Linked DNA regions of Mus musculus: region 1 is linked to region 2. Evidence: chromatin contacts called from public HiChIP or PLAC-seq data. All regions are on one chromosome and are shown on one strand. The core of a region is the stretch at or near the end of the contact, and the rest is flanking DNA. Distances in the headings are between cores, read along the strand shown. Region 1 holds the start of Usp19 (ubiquitin specific peptidase 19). Region 2 has its middle 11 kb from the start of Bsn.

Region 1 (5,066 bases), core at 999-3,498, 290 kb after region 2:
GACGGGCATAAATGAGTTGGTGAGGTGCAAGTATGGAGAGGGACAGGTGGGTGTGGGTGTTCTTCCCACAGGACCTTGATTTGTTTTGTGCCTGGCAGGTGTGTGGGGCACCAGGGGACGCACCCTGTGCCACCAGCCCTTGTGGGGGTGCCGGATGTCGGGATGAAGATGGGCAGCCCCGTTGTGGTGGCCTCGGTTGCAGTGGGGCAGCAGCCACGGCAGATCTAGCGCTGGGCCGGGCTCGGCACACGCAGGCAGAGCTGCAGCGGGCACTGGTAGAAGGTGGCGGCATCCTCAGCCGGGTGTCTGAGACTCGTCGGCAGGCAGAAGAGGCACAGCAGCGAGCACAGGCAGCCCTGGACAAGGCTAATGCTTCCAGGGGCCAGGTGGAACAGGCCAATCAGGAGCTTCGAGAACTTATCCAGAATGTGAAAGACTTCCTCAGCCGTGAGCCTCCCATGTGGCCCAGGCCATGTGCTTGCTTCCCTTGTGTCTGTGTGTACTTGAGTCTCGGTGTCTGCAATGGACATGTGTTTATAACCCTATGTCTGGCCCTGAGTCCCTGTCCAGTCAATGTCCCTAAGTCTGTGTCCCTTATATAGTCCCTGTTCCTTGGTTACATCCTTATGCCTGTTAGCAAACTCCTATTGCATGTGCAGTCTGAGACCCCAGAATACCAAGATTGTGTTCCCAAGGTCATGCAGGAGAGACTGTTAAGCCCTTGCCTGTGTCTCCATAGAGGAGGGAGCCGATCCTGACAGTATTGAAATGGTAGCGACTCGGGTGCTAGACATCTCCATCCCGGCCTCACCCGAGCAGATCCAGCGCCTAGCCAGTGAGATTGCAGAACGCGTCCGAAGCCTGGCCGACGTGGACACAATCCTGGCCCATACCATGGGCGACGTGCGTCGGGCTGAACAGCTACTGCAAGATGCGCACCGGGCACGGTCTGACCCCCAAGCCTGGTCCCCATTCCTGAAACCTGGTCCTGATACCTGTAGACCCTGATCTCCCCTCTTCCTCAGGAGCCGGGCCGAGGGTGAGAGACAGAAGGCAGAGACAGTCCAAGCGGCACTGGAGGAGGCTCAGAGGGCACAAGGAGCTGCTCAGGGTGCCATCTGGGGAGCAGTGGTTGACACACAAAACACAGAGCAGACCCTGCAGCGGGTATGACTTCCTTAGGACGAGGTGATGGGCATGTACTAAGGATCTGGCTTGCTTTGTCTGGGACAGGGAGGTCTTACTGTGTAGCCCTGGGCAGCCTGGAAGTTACAGAGATCAACTTGCTTCTCCTTCTCAGTTGCTGGTACTAAAGGTGGATTTGTTAAACCTGGGCCTTTCTGTGGCAGGTCCAGGAGAGGATGGCAGGTGCAGAGAAGTCTCTGAACTCTGCCGGTGAGCGGGCTCGGCAATTAGACGCCCTCCTGGAGGCCCTGAAACTGAAACGGGCAGGAAATAGCCTGGCAGCATCTACAGCGGAAGAAACAGCAGGCAGTGCCCAGAGCCGTGCCAGGGAGGCTGAGAAAGTGGGTTGGGCGAAGCCCTCTGGATGGGGTAGGGGTATTATAGTTAGAATTCCACTGAATTAGTATACCGACCCTGCCTCTTACATCTGCAGCAACTACGGGAACAAGTAGGTGACCAATACCAAACAGTGAGGGCGTTGGCAGAGCGGAAGGCTGAAGGTGTTCTGGCTGCACAAGCCAGGGCAGAACAACTGCGGGATGAGGCTCGGGACCTGTTGCAGGCCGCTCAGGATAAGCTGCAGCGGCTACAGGGTGAGGACCATGGTGGGCGGGAGCTAGAAAGGTGGGCTTGCGTGAGAAAAGACTTGAACTATTTCTTGACCCTTCTAGAGCTGGAGGGCACATATGAGGAGAACGAGCGTGCACTGGAGGGCAAAGCGGCCCAGCTGGATGGGCTGGAAGCCAGGATGCGCAGTGTGCTCCAGGCCATCAACTTGCAGGTCCAGATCTACAACACCTGCCAGTGACCACTCCCTAGGGCCTAGCCTTGTCGCCAAGCACTGTTCTGCACACGATCGTCCGCACATTAAAGAGCTCCTGGCTAGCAAGAGCTTTCAATAAACCTGTGTGAACCTCCTCTGTGTTGTCTGGCCTTTGATGGGAGGGGCGGAGGACCTTTATACACGCCATCAGCTGTAGGCTACCAGCAGAGGCCGAGCACCGGAACCCCTCCTCTTCCTTTCCCGCCCTCCCCAAAGCTGCCCTTCACCAAGAGCTCCCACTCTTGCCGGAAGTGCGTCATCAGCTCGGCACCCCGCCTCCCGTAGCCGTAGCTAGAAGTCGAAACAAAACAAGCGGCTGAAGCAGCGGCGAAGGCGGCGGTGGCGGAGGAGCCGGGACGGGGGAGGGGCGCGCCGGAACCGGAACCGACCCGACGCCGGAACCGGAATCGAGAGCGTGTTGCCAGGGCCCGAAGAGGGCTGGTGGCGGCGGTCTCGCTCGGTGAGTGGTGTGGGCCTCAAGTCGCCGGTTTGGCCGCAGCGGGGGAAGGCCGCAAGGTTGGCCCGGGGCGGGCCTGTTCAAGGTCACGGGCCGTGCCAGCCCCGACATCTCGAGCCTCGCGGCGTGCTCGGCCTACCGATGCCGACCGAGCCGTTATGCTACCCCTGTGGCCGGCCTCTCTGTTTTTAAGAGGATTAGCGGCGAGCGAGGGTGGCTTCCTGGAGGAGGTGGTGGCAGGCCTGGGATTCGGAGGCTGGAGGAGGGCAGCATCCTAGCCGGGGCGTTGGTCTGCGTTCAGTAACTCTGCGCAGCTTCTCTAACCAGCTGGGATCTCCGGATAGTTTCTCTGCCGCTTCGACGGCTTTCAGAGCATGGGGGAGGGATTCCGGCTGTGAATCGGGCCTCGGTGTAAGGAGGAAACGGCGGGTGCTCTGCCCAGAGGCCTGGACGGACTGTCACTAAAGATTCCGCTCATCACTCTTATCGTCCAAGGGTATTTTTATCACCCCACTCTCCCCTAAGGGAACACAGGCTACAGTTCAATCTCCTTCGTCTCGCAAGCCGGGCTTGAGGCTGCCAGGGCTAGTACTAGGTCTACGTTCCATCTCCACCCTCACTAGTTTTGAGAACTTCACTTTGGATGGAGGGAGCCCGAATCCACACACAGGTGGGAAACAGATCAGGCCTCCGTGGCTCAGAGCTGATGATGAAGGAAGGAACCTGGAGACAGGGGTGATGTCTGTTTCGTTGTTAAGCCTATCACCGTGTCTTAAAACTGGAGTCCACTCCTCATTTTTTTTTTTTTCGAGACAGGGTTTCTCTGTGTAGCCCTGGCTGTCCTGGAACTCACTCTGTAGACCAGGCTGGCCTCGAACTCAGAAAATCCGCCTGCCTCTGCCTCCCAAGTGCTGGGATTAAAGGCGTGCGCCACCACCACCCGCCTCCACTCCTAATCTTTAAGGCTGAGGAGAGAGAGATCGATCCTTCTTTAGGTGGAAACAAAAGATCAAGTTTCAGGAGCTGGTTTATGGCAAAAAATAGGAGCCGGCAGGAAGCAGACTAGATGCTTTAGTACCAGAGCCTTTCTGGTTAGTGGCAGCACCTGGGGCCGTTTTCAGCTTCAGAGTCTGCCCTTCTGCTGCTCTGACTATTCCTTGGTCTCCCTCTCTGCTGCCTGACTCCTTCACTCTCTACTTGTCTGGCGGTGACTAAGCAGCCGGCGAGAGTGAAGGAAGCAGAGCAGGCTGCTCAGAGTGCAGACCTGTGGGTTGGAGCCATGGCTCTCATCCAGAGGATGATCCTGGTCCCAGGCCACAACTGCCTTGACCTAGCACTTCCTCAGTGCAGCCTTCCAGCGTTGTGGGTTTCTGTAGATACCCAGGAGGCGTGGCCTGAAGCACTTGCCACTGCTTGAATTATTTATTTCCTCACAGGGTAGCCTCACAGTGCGCATGGCTGCCTCAGCTGGTGAGAATCCTGCCCATTAGGGTTCAGAGAGGCCTGCGTTGCTCAGCCCTTGTAGGCAGGGAGCAGATCACTTGGCCTTGGCAGTGACTCGTGGTCTATTTTCATTAGGCTCTTGGTTCTTTGCTGAAGAATTTGGCCACAAAGAGTTGCCAAGATAGCTGGGCCGGGAAGAAAGCGCCGCAGCCCTGACCCAGACGCTGTTGCCGACTCTGGGCCACTCTGGCTGGCTACCAAGCGGCTCAAGATGTCTGCAGGGGCCAGTGCTACAGGGCCCAGGAGGGGGCCGCCAGGACTGGAAGAGGCCACTAGTAAGAAGAAACAGAAGGATCGAGCAAACCTGGAAAGTAAAGATGGAGATGCTAGGAGAGGTAGGAGGGGCTTTTCCAGAGTGCCTACGGCTTCCCTTATCACTGGACATGCAAGTATTGGGGTGGGGGTGGGGGTCCTGTCTCTTCCTCCTCTATCCTGGTTTGATGGGGAGAAAAAGATCCATGGCAGGCTGGGTAGAACCTGGGCTTTCCACCTGAGAGACGTGGCTAAGATTAATGAGATGGGAGTGTCTGGGGTCTGGCTCACTCATTCCTGTCTGTTCCTTTTGTTGCCAGTGTCCCTTCCTCGAAAGGAACCAACCAAAGATGGTGAGTACTGAGTGCTACGTGAGAGAAAGGAGAATTTAGCTCCCATCTGGAGCGGTAGGCTTGGCTCGTGTACCTGTCTGTCACCATTAGCACCTTGTTGAGACCCCTCTGATCTCTACCCCTCTCTCCCTGTAGAATTGTTGCTCGATTGGAGGCAGAGTGCAGATGAGGTGATTGTTAAGCTGCGCGTGGGAACAGGTCCCGTACGTCTGGAGGATGTAGATGCTGCGTTCACAGACACGGACTGTGTGGTGAGGCTTCCAGGTGCGTCCGTGTACCCCGAGAACAGGGCTACCTTTGAGTGCTCTGATACCCCCACTCCAGGTTACTTTTGCCACTCTTTTTACAGATGGTCGGCAGTGGGGTGGTGTCTTCTTTGCTGAAATACAAAGTTCTTGCACCAAAGTGCAGGCTCGCAAGGGTGGTCTTCTACAGCTAGTACTACCCAAGAAGGTGCCTCTGCTCACGTGGCCCTCTCTCCTGGTATGTTCCA
Region 2 (5,176 bases), core at 1,111-3,610:
GGCCGTGAGCAATTGAATTGTCTTCCCCATCTTTATTAATGCTAATTCCATACAGGCTCACCCCTGACCATTCCCAAGGCTGCTCTAAGAATCCTAGCCCTTCCTGAGCCTGAATCTCTCTAAGGAGGCTGGAGTTCCAGGAGTGTGCAGCCTCAGGACCCACAGCAGGGTTGTGGGGAATAATTATCATAGAGGCAGGGCCCAGGGACTCACAGTCAGCACTTCTTCAAGCTCTCATTTGCACTACATTCCCTTTAGTCTTAATTGTTTGTTTGTTTGTTTGTTTTGAAACAAGGTCTCAGTATGTAGCCCTGGGTGTCCTGAAACTTGCTATGTAGACCAGGCTGGCCTCAAAGTCACAGGCAAAGTCACCTGTCTTTGCCTCCTAAATTCTAGGATTGAATACATGTACCACTGTAGAGGAGGGAAACCTTGAACTTTTCCTGTATTCACCTCTGCGGTGCTGGGATTGTTGGTCTTCCAAGGCACATCTGGTTTTTATGGTGCTAGGGATGGAACCCAGGCTTTATGCTTGTTGGGCAAACACTACAAACTGAGCTGCACCACTGTCCTCACTCTAAGCATACACTAGACACAGGAAAATCAAGTATTCTCATCTCATCCCAACACACACACACACTCTCTCTCACATACACACACACACACACCCTCACATACACACACTCACACACATACACACACTCACATTCACACACATACACACACTCACACACATACACACACTCACATTCACACACATACACACCCTTACATACACACACTCACACACATATACACCCTCACATTACACACATTCACACACATACACACCCTCACACACACACACATATCCTTACATACACACACTCACACACATACACACCCTCATGTACATATACACCCTCACACACACACATACACATGCTACAGGACATGAGCTCCTGCATCCAGCAGGTCTACATCCACATCAGAATCCCCATGGCCAGTTCCTGCCCATCTCAACCCTGGGCTCCCTGAGGATGAATGCATCTGAAACAAAGCTAGTTTCCTCTCAGAGACTCCCTCAGAGGTCCACCCACCTCTGACACTAACTGGACCAGCTCTTTGCTCCACCTCTCTTTCCCAAGACCTTCTTTAGAAGACGTTCTAAGACTTACAGTGGTTCTCAACCTCCCCATAGCTGAGACCCTTTGATACAGTTCCTCATGTTGTGGTAACCCCCCAACCATAAAATTATTTTCGCTGCTACTTCATTACTGTAATTTTGCCACTGTTGTAAAGTGTAATGTAAATATCTGTGATTTCTAATGTCTTAGGCAACCTCTGTGAAAAGGCCATTTGACCCCAAAGGATCAACCCCCAAGTGTGCTCTCAACCTTAGACTGTTAACCGTAGGTTCCCTTAGTATCTAAGGGAAGTGGGGCATGATCCTGGAGCACTAAGTTCAAGTCACTGTGTAGGAAGGCTGACTTATCCTCAGCTTGCCCCATTGTGGTAGGCTCCAAACTTATCTGTCCCTATATCCTGAGACTAAGCTACCCTGTAGACAGAGAACAACAGCGTTCTTGGCCAGCTAGCGATCACCTGCTCTCCCAGTGTGTGCCGGGAGCTGGACAGTCTGAGGAAAGGCATTCTCTGGCGTTTCAGGGCACTCAGGCCCCAGGTCCACAAGAGAATGAGCCACCAATTCTCCATCCCCATTCGTTTCTCGGGTCATGTTCTTTGCCCAGGAGTACAGACTAAAACGACTCCAACAACCAGATGTGCCTAACTGCTAGTCTAGACGCTCCCAAATCCCGAAGTACCCTATCAGGCTATCCCCTGCCTCGGATGCTCTCAGGATCGAAGAAGGAGAGACTACAAATCCAACAAACCCAAATTGTGGAAATTAGACTCCATGGAGCACAGGTCTTAAAGTAAGAGAGAACTTTGTGCTGGCAAAGGATGAGGGTCTCCCCAACCCACGTTTATTTGTTTAGTAATCTGAATCAGAAACCAACTTTCAAGAGTTCTCTTTCCAACATATGGATCACGAGATCAAATTCAGGCAACCGCCCTTACACTAAGCCATCTTGCTAGGACGAGTAGTTAGAATCCTAAGGACTATATAATACACCAGAATTCAAACTTTGCAGGCAGAATTCAAACCCCAGAGCAGAAGCCAGCGCAAAGCCAGGGCCTCAACGTCACCCATTCCCCTGCAGGCTTCCTTTTAGGAGAGAGAATGTATTATGTGAATGACAGCCTCGGATTACCAGACACATTCTCAGAACCCAGCAGGGTAGTGAAGCCTGAGCGCCACTAGAGGACCGCTCCGCCCGCCTCTCTGCTTCAGTCCTGCCCACATCCGGGTGGCCCCTCCCTTCCCAGCTATGCTGGCGCAATTTAGCCCCTCCCTCCCTAAGTCATTCCAGCACACAGCCCGACTTTCTGATGCCTGCGGCATTCTTGTTCCCACCCACAACCCACCTCTTCAAGCCCCGCCCACTGCTGGCCTCTTAGTCCTATAGCGCTATCTCCTGGTAGTCGGGAGACATTGTTCTCCTTTGGGGCTAGTCAGCTGGGGCTTCCTTGGCGTGCTTGTGGAGCCACTATCAAATTGAGACCTAATCCTTGCTCTGGTCCTGAACCTGCCTAGAGATCTGGGCTTCACAGAACCCCCAAGAGACGTGGTCTCAGATGAAATTCGAGTCATCTTCAGCAAAGTAGGTGTCAACTGTTGCTCCTACCACTGGAATTCCCAGCAGATGGGCACCCCTCCTTTAAACTACTGTCTCCTCTGCATCTTCTAGAGTCCTCATAAAGAAGTGGTAAATCCATCCCTCATTAGGAGGTTTATTTAAAATGTTGGTCTTTATTGGGAAGAGAGGCTCCTTGGTCTTGCAAACTTTATATGCCCCAGTACAGGGGAACACCAGGGCCAAGAAGTGGGAGTGGGTGGGTGGGTGGGGGGAGTATGGGGGACTTTCAGGATAGCATTTGAAATGTAAATGAAGAAAATACCTAATAAAAATTGGAAAAAAAAACACCTTGATCTTCTACAATACAAACAAAATAATAGTGTTGGGGTCACACCTAGGAATGGAACTTGCCTTACGCTAGTTTGGAAAAATGTGGCCAACTTCTCTGCCTTAGCCATCGTGCATCAAAGACAGTAATTTATAGAAAGTGAGTAAAATAAATAACTTTTCTTTCTTTTTTTCTTATTTTCAAGATAGGACCTCACTGTGTAATCCTAGCTGACCTGGAACTCAAAGAGATCTACCTTCCTCCCAAAATGCTGGGGTTAACAGCAAGTGCTACCACACCGATTATCTTTTCCCTTTCATTTTCCTTTTCACTTTTAAAGATCTGTTTTTATTTATGTGTAAGTGTATCTATGTTAAATGTATGTCCTGGGTGTGGGTCCCCACAAAGACCAGAAGAGGGCATCCAGGAGGCTGAGACACCAGATGTGGGTGTTAGCCACTGAACTTGGGTCCTCAGGACTAACAAATAGCAAGTGCTCTGAACTGGAGAGCATTTCATCTCTCCTGCTCCCCACCTCCTCTTTTTGGGGGGCGGGGATGGTTTTGAGACAGGATTTCTCTGTATAGCCCTGGCTGTCCTGGAACTCACTTTGTAGACCAGGCTGGCCTTGAACTCAGAAATCCGCCTGCCTCTGCCTCCCAAGTGTTAGGATTAAAGGTGTGCACCACCATGCCTGGCGCCATCTCCCCTTTTTTGAGACAAGATCTTGCTAAGTAGTCTTGGCTGGAGTGGAACTCACCATGCAGACAAAGCTGGCCTCAAACTCAGAGAGGTTCATAAACCTCTGGCTCCTGAATGCTGGATTACAGTGTGTGCCACTGCAGGCTTTTTGTTTTAAGACAGTCTCATGTAGCCAAGACTGATCTCAGATTTTTTTATGTAGCCAAGACTGTCTTCAACTCCTCTAATGCCTCTGCTTCACACACGCCAGGATTACAGGCGTGTGCTACTGTGCTAGACTGATAGGGATTTGTTTTGTTTTGGTTTTGGTTTTTTGGGTTTTGTTTTTTTTTTTTTTGTTTTTTGTTTTTTGTTTTTTTGAGACAGGGTTTCTCTCTGTAGTCCTGGCTGTCCTGGAACTGACTCCATAGACCAGGCTGGCCTCGAACTCAGAAATCCACCTGCCTCTGCCTCTCGAGTGCTGGGATTAAAGGCGTGTGCCACCACCGCCCGGCCTCTGATATGGATTTTTAAGACAGCAATACTGAAACTAAAATTTAGCTTTGAAGGACCGGTATTTGAGAATAGACCTTGCGTATTGTAAAGAAACCAGGGAAGAGCTCCTCCTAGCGGCTCGTTTGGCAGGAGCATAGAAAAAGAAGCTAGAAGCTACATCTTAGCAATAGTCTAGAAGCCAGGCGAGTCACCGTTCATAAACACACTAGGTCCTCTAGCCAACAGCCTTGTCTCGCCCATGATTGATCCAGAGAGCTTGGCTCTCACGGAAGTGTCTACACAAGATTGCTAAGAATTCAGATCCTCTGCTTTTCTCTCTACCTCTCTTGAGGGCCGACTCTTGACTATAATCCATTATCTCAACTCCATGCCCCAGTTCACTGGGTATCTTGGAGCCCCTTGGAGACAGCACTGTCCTAACCTCAATAACAGACTGGAGAGCCTTGCTGGAGGGATCCCAGGAAGTAGCCCTGCGTCAAATCAAGTAGAAAAACAGGTTCCTCTTAGTACCCTTCTGCCTGCCCCCTGCCCTCCTATCACCTTCTGTTCATAGGCAGACTCACTTCCACCAAGACAAGATCATAGGAACTTGGCCTGAGGGCTGGGGAGCAGGCCATCTACCAGGCTCAACAGCAACTCACCTCCTGCAAAGAAGACAGGAAGCAGCTGGAGCCCCGTGCAGCCTGTAGCTTCTCGATCATCCTCAGTTTCATCTTAAGCTGAGCTTTCTGAGGGTCAGCTTAACTGAGAGCAATTGTGGGGTCATCTACGGGGTTCCTGCTGCAATGCTTAGAAGGCTCCGTGAGGCATGTGCCTTTGAACACTTGTCAGGAGTCTTTCCTGATGTGGTATCTTTGGACAAGGTCTCATGAGTCCCAGGTGAAACTTACTAAGTAGCTTACTCTGTCCTTGAACTCCTGATCCTCTTCGCTCCACTTCCCAAGAACTTGAGTTATTGGTGTGCCCCACC

The links. HiChIP or PLAC-seq counts read pairs in DNA pulled down with a chosen protein or histone mark.
Region 1: an H3K4me3 HiChIP or PLAC-seq map of bone marrow-derived macrophages shows a contact between it and region 2, with 2.1 times the contacts expected there. The contact joins the promoter of Usp19 here to the enhancer-like site in region 2. A contact is called at or near these places in 1 of 484 Hi-C or Micro-C datasets (B cells), 3 of 115 datasets of contacts at active chromatin or transcription factors (bone marrow-derived macrophages, memory CD8 T cells and microglia) and 3 of 9 other capture datasets (liver, macrophages and pancreatic islet).

Annotation. Positions count from the first base shown.
Region 1 is chr9:108,488,428-108,493,493 of GRCm38.p6, forward strand. It overlaps Usp19 (ubiquitin specific peptidase 19), which reads left to right and starts at 2,249. Exons shown (of 27, transcript NM_027804.4): 1 at 2,249-2,468; 2 at 4,044-4,303; 3 at 4,541-4,573; 4 at 4,709-4,837; 5 at 4,923-5,056. The coding sequence starts at 4,180. Lamb2 (laminin, beta 2) reads left to right here. Exons shown (of 33, transcript NM_008483.3): 27 at 1-19; 28 at 99-447; 29 at 740-947; 30 at 1,026-1,167; 31 at 1,350-1,526; 32 at 1,619-1,778; 33 at 1,857-2,103. The coding sequence ends at 1,993.
Region 2 is chr9:108,198,926-108,204,101 of GRCm38.p6, forward strand. No RefSeq gene overlaps it. Among named protein-coding and RNA genes, the nearest start is that of Bsn, 11 kb to the left of the region's middle. Within about 2 kb of position 2,361, at least 165 of the 459 cell types and tissues checked have an H3K27ac peak or open chromatin away from gene starts, as enhancers often do. A contact at or near this core is called in B cells, bone marrow-derived macrophages and memory CD8 T cells, where this site is marked.